Regions from separate parts of the Sus scrofa genome. Here region 2 is linked to region 1. Evidence: chromatin contacts called from public Hi-C data. All regions are on one chromosome and are shown on one strand. Each heading gives the region's core, a stretch centred on a gene start, on an enhancer-like site or on the middle of the called end of the contact. The rest is flanking DNA. Distances are from core to core; before and after follow the strand shown.

The links. A called contact is a pair of places that touch in the nucleus more often than the background predicts.
Region 2: a Hi-C map of retroperitoneal adipose tissue shows a contact between it and region 1, with 8 times the contacts expected there. The contact joins two enhancer-like sites. A contact is called at or near these places in 8 of 47 Hi-C or Micro-C datasets (embryonic fibroblasts, fetal skeletal muscle, liver and 5 more).

The regions. Positions count from the first base shown.
Region 1 is chr6:81,705,650-81,712,085 of Sscrofa11.1, forward strand. No RefSeq gene overlaps it. Among named protein-coding and RNA genes, the nearest start is that of PNRC2, 14 kb to the right of the region's middle. Within about 2 kb of position 4,357, at least 10 of the 83 cell types and tissues checked have an H3K27ac peak or open chromatin away from gene starts, as enhancers often do. A contact at or near this core is called in retroperitoneal adipose tissue, where this site is marked.
Region 2 is chr6:87,969,237-87,975,805 of Sscrofa11.1, forward strand. No RefSeq gene overlaps it. Among named protein-coding and RNA genes, the nearest start is that of FABP3, 22 kb to the left of the region's middle. Within about 2 kb of position 2,310, at least 4 of the 83 cell types and tissues checked have an H3K27ac peak or open chromatin away from gene starts, as enhancers often do. A contact at or near this core is called in retroperitoneal adipose tissue, where this site is marked.

The DNA.
Region 1 (6,436 bases), core at 3,107-5,606:
CAACCACAGCAACGTGGGATCTGAGCTGAGTCTGTGACCTACACCACAGCTCATGGCAGTGCCAAATCCTTAACCCACTTAGTGAGGCCAGAGATCAAACCTGCATCCTCATGGATACTAGTTGAGTTTGTAACCTGCTGAGCCACAACAGGAACTCCCACGAATTCATCTTTAGATGAAAGTTTTCCTATATGGGAGCTCAAGGACAATCTCCATTGCATGCTGTCTTAGGTAACCTCCCTGGATTTCCACTACCCCCACCTGGACCCCTTTTCCCAAACCCTGGGTCAGGTTCTGAATTCCCATAGTGTTCAGGTTGCTGAACCACCGATGGAGCATTGAACGTGGAGTCAGAAATCTTGGATGCAATCTGGATGATTCTGGGCTAAGCCAACTTGCCCAAGTCAGCTAAACCTCAGGCTCCTCATTTATGAAATGGAAGTGCTGTCACTGCGAATGTAATTAAATGCTCAGCACTTCCTGGGCTCTGAGCCCTTTAAACCCACACTTCCCTCAATCCTCACAACTACCCAGTGAGCTAGACATCATCATCTCTGTTCTACCAATGACGAAACTGACCCAGAGACTTTCAGTAACTTGCCCAGGGTTGTGCAATGTCTGAGTGGTGGAGCTGGGATTCAAAACCAGGCTGTCAGGCTCTGGAGCTTGTGCTGCCCCATTTGGAGGTGGGGGGTGCGAAACTCAAGGAGAGCTTGTGAAAGGAAGCGAAAGGGCTTCTGTAAATGAAAGCCATGCTGTGGGTAAAGGTGGAGAAACCTTTTTCTAGCTATTTGTAGCTCCCTCGGAGCACCTGGCCTGTTCTGCACTGCAGTGTACACGGTTGCCCCAATTCTGACTCTCACTGTCAAAACTTCTTAAAGGCAAGACTCATGTCATCTTCATCTCTGCACCCACAGAGCATCCAAACCAGCTCCAAGGACTGAATTAGAGCTCAGGAAAAAAAAAAGTAGATGGAGTGGATTCCTCATTTAAGCCGAAGCACTCAGGCAATTATTTCTGCTCATTAAAGTGTGATGAAAATGAGAACACCTTTCAAAAACCCTTTACAATAAATGTCAGTGTTCCTGAAACACTTCTAAATCATGCCTTCCAGCCTGGGGGTTGAAACTCAACCTAGCATTTTCTTTCTGAGAGTTTGCAGATGTGGTTTCAAAAAAAAAGGGGGAAAAGAGAAGCTGAGAGAGACTTTATGGCTCCAGCAGAGCCCCCCACCCACCCACCCCCACACACATCCCTCAGGGTAGGAAGGAAGCCTTCCATTCAAGTAGGAGAATCTGACAGGGGAGGAGGTGGGGGTGAAGTTATTTAAAAGCAGAATTCTCTTGGAGTTCCCTGTGTTGCTCAGCAGGTTATGAACCTGACTAGTATACATGAGGATGCGAGTTCCATCCCTGGCCTTGCTCAGTGGGTTAAGGATCTGGCGTTGCCCTGAGCTGTGGTGTAGGTTGTAGTCGAGGCTCAGATCCTGGTGTTGCTGTGGCTGTGGTGTAGGCTGGCAGAGGCAGCTCTGCTTTGATCCCTAGCCTGGGAACTTCCACATGCCACAGGTGTGGCCCTAAAAAGCAAATAAAATAAAATAAAACAAAATATAAATAAATAAATAAATAAATAAATAAAAGCAGAACTCTCTCAGGCCAAGAGGTCCTGTGGAAACTTGTTTTGACAAAATTCTCTTGTGTGTGACCTGATCAGGAAACTCTAGGGAAGCTTGAGCAAGATTTGACATTATGAGACAGATGCCCATGAAATTTGATTCAGAAGCTTCCCTAAAACTCAGGTTTTGTTTTTTGTCTTTTGAAGGCTGCATCCATGGCACATGAGGTTCCCAGGTGAGGGATTGAATTGGAGCTACAGCTGCTGGCTTACACTACAGTCATAGCAACTCTAGAACCTAGCCATGTCTGTGACCTACACCACAGCTCATGGCAATGCTGGATCCTTAACCCATTGAGCGAGGCCAGGGATCGAACCCTCGTCCTCATGGATGCTAGTTGGGTTTGTTAACCACTGAGATACTATGCGAACTCCCAAGTTGTGGTTCTTCTGGTAGAAGTCTGGAGAACCTCGGTAGTTTCTAGCGTAGCAAGAAGGGAAATTCTTCAACATGGTTATATTAGTGGGTTTGCCATTCCTTTTCCACACAGGGAGCAGCAAACTTCCCCAAGTCAACATTCAACCAAAATAGGATTCATTTGACAGGCGCTAAATGCAGCTGAAAAGACCTCCTTCTTCTACTTAGGAACATTCATCTGAGACATCTGCCAATCATTAACTTAACTCTTAAATTATAACCAATAATATTTCACATTCGCCTGAGCTATTTTTCATTTATGTATGTATTTATTTTTCTTTTTATAGCCACACCTGTGACATATGGAAATTCCCAGGCTAGGGGTCCAGTTGGGCCTACAGCTGCGGGCCTACACCACAGCCACAGCAACACTAGATCTAAGCCACATCTGTGACTTACACTGCAGTTTGTGGCAACGCTGGATCCTTAACCCACTGAGCGAAGCCAGGGATTGAACCTGTGTCCTCACGGATACTAGTCAGATTTGTTTCTGCTGAGCCACGCTAGGAACTCCTAGGGGGCAATCGTTTTTAAAGGGGAGTTTTAGGGATGTATAGACGGAAGGAGGGGGCTACGTATAGAAACAACAGAGTCAGCTCTGGCAGTCACCTTGTAGTAGTCTGATCGGTGTCATCTTTATTGTGTTTATTTTGTTTTTAAAAAATCTTTAATTTTTATGGCCACACCCACAGCATATGAAAGTTCCCAGGCCAGAGACTAAATCTGAGCCATGGCGACAACCTATGCCAGATCCTTTAACCCACTGCGCCAGCCAGGGATCAAACCCACACCTCTGCAGAGACCAAGCTGCTGCATCACTGTGCCACAGTAGGAGCTCCAGTCTTGATTGTTTTAAGTACAGTTAATCTTCAGCTCTAGGGTTGGTTTGTTCTCATTTCTTTGAGGCCATTTCTTGGAATTGAGGAGCTTATGTCATGCCTACATTCTGGCCATCTTCCAGCTGGTAGGGGTTTCAGTATCCATAAGACAGATCAAAGGATACAGCTCAGAATGGTATTCGTGGCCCTTGAAGAGGAACTAAAAGTCCTTGACTTTGCTTAATGACCATATGATTATTATTTGGTCTTATGGGACTGCTTTCTTTTGCTTCAGCATTTTCTCACTTCTCTGATTAAATTTATTCTTTGGCTTAAGTTTTTCTACGGCCAAAAGTCACGCTGATGACGTCCTGTCCCATTTCAATAGCAGTATAATTTGGAGTTCCCATTGTGGCTCAGTGGTAATGAGTTTGACTTGTGTCCATAAGGACGAGGATTTGATCCCTGGCCTTGCTCAGTGGGTTAAGGATCCAGTGTTGCCATGTGCTATGGTGTAGGTTGCAGACTCAGCTCAGATCTGGCATTGCTGTGACCATGGTGTAGGCCAGCAGCTACAGCTCCGATTTAACCCATAGCCTGGGAACTTCCATATGTTAAGAGTGCAACCCTAAAAAGAAAAAAAAAAAAAAAAAAAAAAAGCGGCATTATCCACAGTGGCCAAAAGGTGGAAAGGATCCAAATGTCCATCAACAGATAAATGGATAAACAAAATGTGGTATATCCTTACCAGTGGAATATTATTCAGTCTTTAAAAAAGAATGGAGGGAGTTCCCATCGTGGCGCAGTGGTTAACGAATCCGACTAGGAACCATGAGGTTGCGGGTTCGATCCCTGCCCTTGCTCAGTGGGTTAAGGATCCGGCGTTGCCGTGAGCTGTGGTGTAGGTCGCAGACTCGGCTTGGATCCCACGTTGCTGTGGCTCTGGCATAGGCCAGTGGCTACAGCTCCGATTGGACCCCTAGCCTGGGAACCGCCATATGCCGCGGGAGTGGCCCAAGAAAGAGCAAAAAGACAAAAAAAAAAAAAAAAAAAAAAGAATGGAAATTCAAATACATATTGTGACGTAGGTGAACCTTGATGATGTTATGCTAAGTGAAATCGGCTGGACACAAGAGGAAAAATATTGTATGATTCTATTTAAATGAGGTACCTAGAGGTGTCAAAATCAGAGAGACAGAAAGTAGAACAGTGGTTATTATCAGGGGTGAGGGAAGGGGAAAAGGGAGAGTTATTGTTTATTGGGGACAGAGTTTCAGTTTCAGATGATAAAAAGTTCTGCAGAGGGGCAGTGGTGATGGTTGTACCACAGTGTAAATGCACGTAATGCCACCGAACTGCACACTTAATGGTGGTTAAGGTGGTAAATTTTGTGTTATTTGTATTTTACCGCAATACAAAACCAGTGATGGGATGTTACTTCTGAGATGAGGTCACAAAAAGACTGTGACTTCCACCTTGCTTTTGCTCTCAGGCTTTAGCCTGCCCTGAGGGAAAGTCCTTGCTGAAAGGCATATTTTTTGCAGAGAAGGCCCTGGGACAAGGAAATGAAGCCTTCAGACAAGAGCCAGGGAGAACCCGAGGCCTGTGGACAGCTGTGTGAGGGAGTCTGGAAGTGGATCCTCCCCAAGTCGAGCCCGGAAGTGACTGAAGCCCTTGAGATGACAGACTCCCCATTGCAGTCTTGGGAGGAAGCTGAGCCTCTTATTTCCTGAATGAGAGATTAAAATAAAAGCTCAAAATGACCCCCCCAAAATTGTGCAGAATGCAATATACAAACAGGTGATGATCATCCTATCTCAAGATGAATGCCTACAGGAACAAAAACCGCATATCTAAATGAAACCAATCCTGCCAGCCATCACCGTTGAAGGACCGTTTGGCCACATGGGTTGCTCTGCGTGGCAAGAACACAGGGTGCTTCCGGCACTCAGCGCTGCCACGACACAATCCTTGGCATCCACTCTTGGGACTAACCCTGTTCAGGCCCCAGGGAAATGCTTTCCACATAACCTTGCCCCGTGGCCTTGAAACAAAAGGCAACTGCATCCAAATGCTATGAAGGTTTGCGATTGATTTTGTCATTATGAATGTAAGTTTGACAAGGTAGGAAGATTGGACATCTTTTATTTAAATGTTTTTTTGGTTTGTCCCATTTAAATATTTAGGCAAATGATGGAAGGATCTCCATTTGCACCCTTGACCGAGACCCCAGATACGTCAGGGGGTTTCAGCTAGTACCGTGGCACGTTGAAAAGATCCATGGTATAAAGAAGTATCTTTTTTTTTTTTTTTTTGCTTTTTAAGGTCACACCCAAGGCATATGGAGGTTCCTAGGCTAGGGGGTCTAATCAGAGCTATAGCTGTCAGCCTACACCAGAGCCACAGCAACACAGGATCTGAGCCATGTCTGCGACCTATACCACAGCTCAGGGCAACACCGTATGCTTAACCCACTGAGCGAGGCCAGGGATGGAACGTGCATCCTCATGGATACTAGTCGGATTCGTTAACTGTTGAGCCATGATGGGAACTCTATAAAGAAGTATTTTTATTTTACTTCCTTTTTCTACCATGGTAAAACATGAGAGTCCAACTTCATTTTTTGCATGAAGTCATTGAAATGACTGCCCTCTCCTCCACTGAATGGTCTTGGCACCCTTGCTGAAAATCATTTGAGCATGTATATGAGGTTTTATTTGCGGGCTCTTTATTCTATTCTATTGATCTGTATATTTAAGCCAGTCTTCCATTGTTTTGATGACTGTAACTTTGCAGTAAATTTTGAAATCAGAAAGTGTGAGACTTTCAACTTTGTCCTTCCGTTTTCAAAGTCGTCTTGGCTATTCAAGCTTCTTTGAGATTCCACATGATTTTTAGGATGGATTTTTCTATCTGAAAAAAAATGTCATTGGGATATTGATAGGGATTACATTGAGTCTATACATCACTTTGGGTAGTACTGGTATCTTCCTTTTTTTTTTGTCTTTTTTTGGGCTGCACCTGTGGCATATGGAGGTTCCCAGGCTAGGGATCAAATCGGACCTGTAGCTGCCAGCCTATGCCACAGCCACAGCAATGCTGTGGATCCGAGCTGTGTTTCTGACCTACACCACAGCTCACGGCAACGCCAGATCCTTAACCCACTGAGTGAGGTCAGGGATCGAACCTGTGTCCTCAGAGATACTAGTGGGTTCGTTAACAACTGAGACATGACGAGAACTCCAGTACTGGTATTTTAACAATATTAACTCTTTTAAACCATGAACATTGGTGTCTTTTCATTTATTCATATATTCTTTTTTTTTTTTTTTTTTTTTTTGTCTTTTGTCTTTTTAGCGCTGCACCTGCAGCATATGGAGGTTCCCAGGCTAGGGGTTGAATCGGAGCTGTTGCTGCCGGCCTACACCACAGCCACAGCAATGCCAGATCTGAGCCACGTCTGTGACCTACACCACAGCTCAAGGCAACACCGGATCCTTAACTCACTGAGCGAGGCCAGGGATTG
Region 2 (6,569 bases), core at 1,060-3,559, 6.3 Mb after region 1:
AAGGCATTTTCACTGACAACAGTGTACCTGGTCGGATAATGGACAGTCCACCAAGTGGCCAGTTATCTTGGAGACTTTCGAATTAACTGCAGTGAAGAGAAACCTGCCCTGCCAGTGAGTCATGGGCATCCAACTGGCCTCCATTAGGAACAAAAGTTTTTTTTTTTTTTCTTTGTCTTTTTGCCTTTTCTAGGGCCACTCCTGCAGCACATGGAGGTTCCCAGGCCAGGGGTCAAATCGGAGCTGTGGCTGCTGGCCTACACCATAGCCACAGCAATGTGGGATCTGAGCTACGTCTGCAACTCACATCACAGCTCACGGCAACGCTGGACCCTTTAACCCACTGAGCAAGGTCAGGGATGGAACCCACAACCTCATGGTTCCTAGTCGGATTTGTTAACCACTGCACCACGACGGGAACTTCTAGGAACAAAAGATTTACAGATAACCAGATTTACAGAAAATTTACAGAAAACCATTTCTTTTCTTTTCTTTTTTTCAAGCTCGGGGTTGAATCAGAGCTGCCGGCCTGCCTACATCACAGCCACAGTCATAGCAACTCCAGATCTGAGCTGTGTCGGCAACCTATGCTGCAGCTCATGGCAACACCAGATCCTGAACCCACTGAGCGAGGCCAGGGATCGAACCCGAAACCTGATGGTTCCTAGTCCGGTTCGTTAACCACTGAACCATGACGGGAACTCCCAGAAAACCATTTCTATGGGAAGATGCGGGCTTACTGGAATCACTCCTCTGATACACTTTCCAGAGTTCCCTATGGGCCCACCCTTGAGAGTGGCTGTTCTTTTGTTTTGCCCACTAACGGCAGCCTAAGAGGGAGTATTTCAGAGAGCTCTGAAATAGCACCCCAAAGAGGAAAGGGGAACTATCATGATATAAGTCCTAAAAGTGAAGGGGGAGGCCCACGCAGCCAGGCACACATTTTACGGACGTTTGCTGCCGGTCCCGTGAAGGTTGCTACTAGTTACCAATATCAGTCATCATTGATGGATTTTAGTGTTTTTTCTAGATATGAGGAAATGCAAGAATTAGCATAAAATCTTCTCCTGGGAGTTCCCGTTTTGGCGCAGTGGTTAATGAATCCGACTAGGAACCATGAGGTTGCGGGTTCGATCCCCGCCCTTGCTCAGTGGGTTAACGATCCGGCGTTGCCGTGAGCTGTGGTGTAGGTTGCAGACACGGCTCGGATCCTGTGTTGCTGTGGCTCTGGCGTAGGCTGGTGGCTACAGCTCCGATTCGACCCCTGGCCTGGGAACCTCCATATGCCGCGGGAGCGGCCCAAGAAATAGCAACAACAACAACAACAACAACAACAAAAGACATGAAAAAAAAAAAAATCTTCTCCTGAAAATATCTATCTAAAGGCCCGTTCTTCCAGTTTTCCCAGAGTACAGCGTGTCTCACTCCTGGTCTCCCCGCTAAGCTCCACTCAGGGGGTGGGTTCGATCACTGGCCTTGCTCAGTGGGTTGCCATGAGGTGTGATGTAGGTCCCAGATGCGGCTCGGATCTCACATTGCTGTGGCTGTGTGGGTAGGCCGGCAGCTACAGCTCCGATTCGACCCCTGGCCTGGGAACCTCCATGTGCCACAGGAGCAGCCCTAGAAAAGGCAAAAAGACAAAACAAAACAAAAAAACTTTTGTTCCTAATGGAGGCCAGTTGAATGCCCAGGACTCACTGGCGGGGCAGGTTTCTGCGGGTCGGCAGCTGCAGTGGCTCATGCTCCACTCCAGGTAGAGGCTGATGGCAAGGGCCAAACTTCAGTTCACAGTTCTATTGTCATTGTTGAAGGGTTCCCATTGTGGCTCAGCCAGTTACAAGCCCGACACAAGCGTTCCTGTTGTGGTTCAGTGGGTTAAGAACCTGACTAGTAACCCTGAGGATGTGGATTTGATCCCTGGCCTTGCTCAGTGGGTTCAGAATCTGGCGTTGCCACAACCTATGGCGTAGGTTTTGCCAATGCAGCTCGGATCTGGTGTTGCTGTGGCTGCAGTGTAGGCTGGCCGATTAGATCTCTAGCCTGGGAACTTCCATATGCTGTGAGTTTGTGCCACCCCAAAGAGACAAACCAAACCAAACAAAAAACCGACAGTATCCATGAGGATAGGAGTTCAATCCCTGGCCTTGCTCAGTGGGTTATAGATCTGGTTTGAAGATACGGGTCAGATCTGGCCTTCCTGTGGCTGTGGTGTAGGCCAGCAGCTGCCACTCCCATTTGATGACTAGCCCCGGGATGCGGCAGATGTGGCCTTAAAAAGAAAGAGAAAAAAGAAAAGATATATTGTCATTGCTGAAAAAGATTCCAAAACCACAGAGCTATTTGTGACCTGGCCATGTCCCCAAGGAAGGCATGTGATGTGTCTCCTTGTTTTGAAAATACTTCCCATAGTGGAGAGGACTTCCCCAGGAAGTAATGAAACCAAGTTCCCTTTCCAGTTTATGATTAATCTCTCTATCCAAAACTTTATTCTTGGAGTTCCTGTCGTGGTGCAGTGGTTAACGAATCCGACTAGGAACCATGAGGTTGTGGGTTCGGTCCCTGCCCTTGCTCAGTGGATTAAGGATCTGGCGTTGCCGTGAGCTGTGGCGTAGGTGGCAGACGCGGCTCAGATCTGGCGTTGCTATGGCTGTGTTGTAGGCCGGTGGCTACTGCTCAGATTAGACCCCTAGCCTGGGAACCTCCATATGCCGAGGGAGTGGCCCTAGAAAAGGCAAAAAGATAAAAAAACAAAAAAACAAAAAACAAAACGTCTTTCTTGTCCCCTCTGACCTCAATCCTGTGCTAAACAATCACTCATCAACCAGAGTCAGATGACTAAAATCGCTGTTGTTGAGAACACAGTTAAGATACTAAAGTTGTTGGAATAGATAACATTGTGAGTGTGCCAATTCAGGTTATTCCTCCAGGGCAAGAGGAGCTAACGGACCCCTCCCCTGTCCCCGCCAGGGACCACCTGGCCGGATGATCATAAACCAGAGACATTCTGACTCCCGAAACTACAATTAAGAAAGGCCACTGAAAAGTCACATGATGATTAATCCCAGCCTCTTTCTCCTTCCCCTTTAAAGAAACCCCCTAACTCAAAGACCAAGTTTGGGGAGATCTGAGGCTCATCTCCCACTCCCTTGCTTGAAGGCCTGCAATAAACCTTTTACTTTGCTGCAAACGCCTGCTGTCAGAGTTTGACTTTCTGCCCAGTAGGCCCAGGAGTAAGCCCTTTGCCCAATTTCAGAAAAGTGCTTTGCACAAGACCTTAGTAAACTTGGGTTTGTCCAGCCGTGTGCCAGCAAATTTTTGTCAATTGGGTCTTCAGAAATCCAAATGTATACATTACATACATATGTGCATATGTCAACTATAAATGTTACTGACATAGGTGTTCCAGTTGTGGCTTGGTGGAAACCAATCTGACTAGTATCCATGAGGACACAGGTTTGATCCCTGGCCTCACTCAGTGAGTTAAGGATCGATCCAGCGGTTGCAGTGAGCTGTGGTGTAAGTCGCAGACGTGGCTCGGATCCCACGTTGCTGTGGCTGTGGCGTAGGCTGGCAGCTCTAGCTCTGATTCGACCCCTAGCCTGGGAACCTCGATAGGCCAAGGGTGCAGCCCTAAAAAGACAATTTCTTTTCTTTCTTTCTTTCTTTTTTTTTACTGATATAACCAGTCTATAGAACATAACTTATAAAGAACCAAAGTGGGAACTCTTGATTGCAAATCCCCTGTGGTCAGTTGATTCTCCAGAAGGTTTTTGTTAATTTTTGCTGAATCCTTTATCTCTAGTCAAACTATCTGCAATTCAACCAAACTTTGAAGTGGAATTGCATTCCAGGTTGCGACACTAACTCTTCTCCCATAAATGTGTTGTCATTCAATCTGATACGTGATCTACTGTTACACTCTTCTCACTCTCCTATAAATATATTCATTACGCTGAAACCTCTTTCAGCTTCAGCATTTCAGTTTAGTTTTGCACTGTTCATATTTTGTCCATCACTTTCGCTAATTTAGAAAGTCAACAAGCCCTGATTTGTAACATATGCCAACTCCCGCCTTGGCGGATTCCGAGTTGCTGAGGTGATGTCACTCAGCATAGAGTTGGGAAGAGGTGTATGGAAGCACGTGGTTAGGTCAAATTTCCACTGCTCAATAGATACACGATACAATACCCTGTACAATAGATACAGATAACCTCAAGAGAACAGTAAAATGTAGTAAAATCATTAGAAAGTCATGAGTTTCAGAGTATTGTCTTTGTTTTACTATTTCTTCTTTCTTTTTCTTCTTCTTTTTTTTTTTTTTTTTTTTTTTTTTGCTATTTGAGGGCTGCACTTGTGGCATATGGAGGCTCCCAGGCTAGGGGTCCAATCGGAGCTATAGCCGCTGGCCTATGGCTCAGTCATAGCAACAAGGGATCCGAGCCATGTCTGTGATGTACACAGACATCGCCGGATCCTTAACCCACTGAGCGGGGCCAGGGATCGAACCTGCATCCTCATGGATCCTAGTCGGGTTTGCTAACAGCTGAGCCATGAAGAGAACCCCTATTTCAGTATTTCCTAATTGTAAACTTATACAATTTAATTTTTTTCTCTTTAGGGCCATACCTGCAGCATATGGAGGTTCTGAGGGTAGGGGTTGAATTGGAGCTGTAGTCGCTGGCCTAGGCCACAGACACAGCAACTCAGGATCTGAGCCAGGTCTGCAACCTACATCACAGCTCCTGGCAATGCCAGATCCTTAACCCACTGAGCGGGGCCAGGGATCGAACCCTAGTCCTCATGGACACTAGTCAGGTTTGTTAACCGCTGAGCCACGAAGGGAATTCTACAATTGAATTTTTATTTTTTATTTTACTTTATTTTATTTATTTATTTATTTATTTATTTATTTATTTATCTTTCTGCCTTTTCCAGGGCCGCTCCCATGGCATATGGAGGTTCCTAGGCTAGGGGTCTAATCGGAGCTATAGCCTCGGGCTTACGCCAGAGCCACAGCAACTAGGGATCCGAGCCTTATCTGCGACCTACACCACAGCTCATGGCAACACCAGATCCTTAACCCACTGAGCAAGGCCAGGGATCGAACCCACAACCTCATGAAATCCCTAGTCGGATTCGTTAACCATTGTGCCACGATGGGAACTCCTACAATTGAATTTTTCATAATGTCTATTCAACAGCCAGCTTGCAAAATTCCTGAAACTATAGCAAGTGGTTTCTGTGAGCCTAGGTAGCACATTGGTCAGCTGTGATCTTGTCTCCATCCAAATGCATCCCATGGGACATTGTCAACAAAAGAGATCCCAAGAATGGAGAGACTGTGGTAAAGCCATTTGCCCCGAGACAGTTTGAGCTTGTTTGTGTCTCGCAGCAGAGGAAGAAACTCGAAGCAATGATTTGGTCAAATTCAGGTTTGCCCTGGGTACTTTGATTCCTTCATATCAGAATAAGACATTTCTTTTTTCACCATTAAGTGTTCAACAGACATCTCTGACCCTTGATCTCAGCTCCTCTCTGCACCCTTCTCTGTATCTGAGAGAACTTTCACTAAGATTGCACAAGCCAATGTGGCAGGAAAAATTGTTTAATTTTAAAAGAATGCAGTATCTGGAGTTCCTGTTGTGGCTCAGCAGTAACGGACCTGACTAGCATTCATGAGGATGCGGGTAGGATGGGGGTTTGATCCCTGGCCTCAATCAGTGGGTTAAATATCCGTTGTTGCTGTGAGCTGTAGTGTAGGTCACAGACATGGCTTGGAACTGGCATTGCTGTGGCTGTGGTGCTTCCATAAGCTGCACCTGCGGCCCTAAAAAGACCAAAAAATAAATAAATTAATGAAAAGCAGTATCTGTTATACTCACCCTTACCCTTCAAAACCCTACTCACATGTCACCTCCCTTCTGATATTTCATTTTCCAACACTGCTATGGCTGTGACTTGTCCATAATCCTATCGTACTTGTTTAGACAAGAGGGTAAATGTTTACTAATCCGTGCCCTTGACTAGGCTGTGAATTTTCCCTCAAGGGTGAAGATTGTGGTTGTCTTGCATGCTATTATTTGGCACAAGACACTGTGCAGGGTCTGGCACCAAGGGTTTTCTCAGTAAATCTGTCAAGTTAAAAACCTGAGGAAGTTCCCGTGGTGGCACAGCGGAAATGAAGCCAATTAGTATCCATGAGGATGCAGGTTTGATCCCTGGCCTCACTCAGTGGGTTAAGGATCTGGCATTGCCAGGAGCTGTGGTGTAAGTTGTACATGCAGCTTGGATCCCGTGTTGCTGTGGCTGTGATGGTTGGCAGCTGTAGCTCCAATTTGACCCCATCCTGGGAATCTCCATATGCCACGGATCGGCCCTAGAAAGCAAAGCAAAGCAAAACAAAACAAGAAACAACCTGAATATATGCGTTCCCTGGTGGCTCAACAGATTAAGGATCCAGCATTGTCGCTACAGTGGCTTTGGTTACTGCAGTGGCTTGGGTTCAATCCCTGGCCCAGGAACTTCTGCATGCTTCGGGGGCAGCCAAAAAACCAAAAACAAACCCGAAT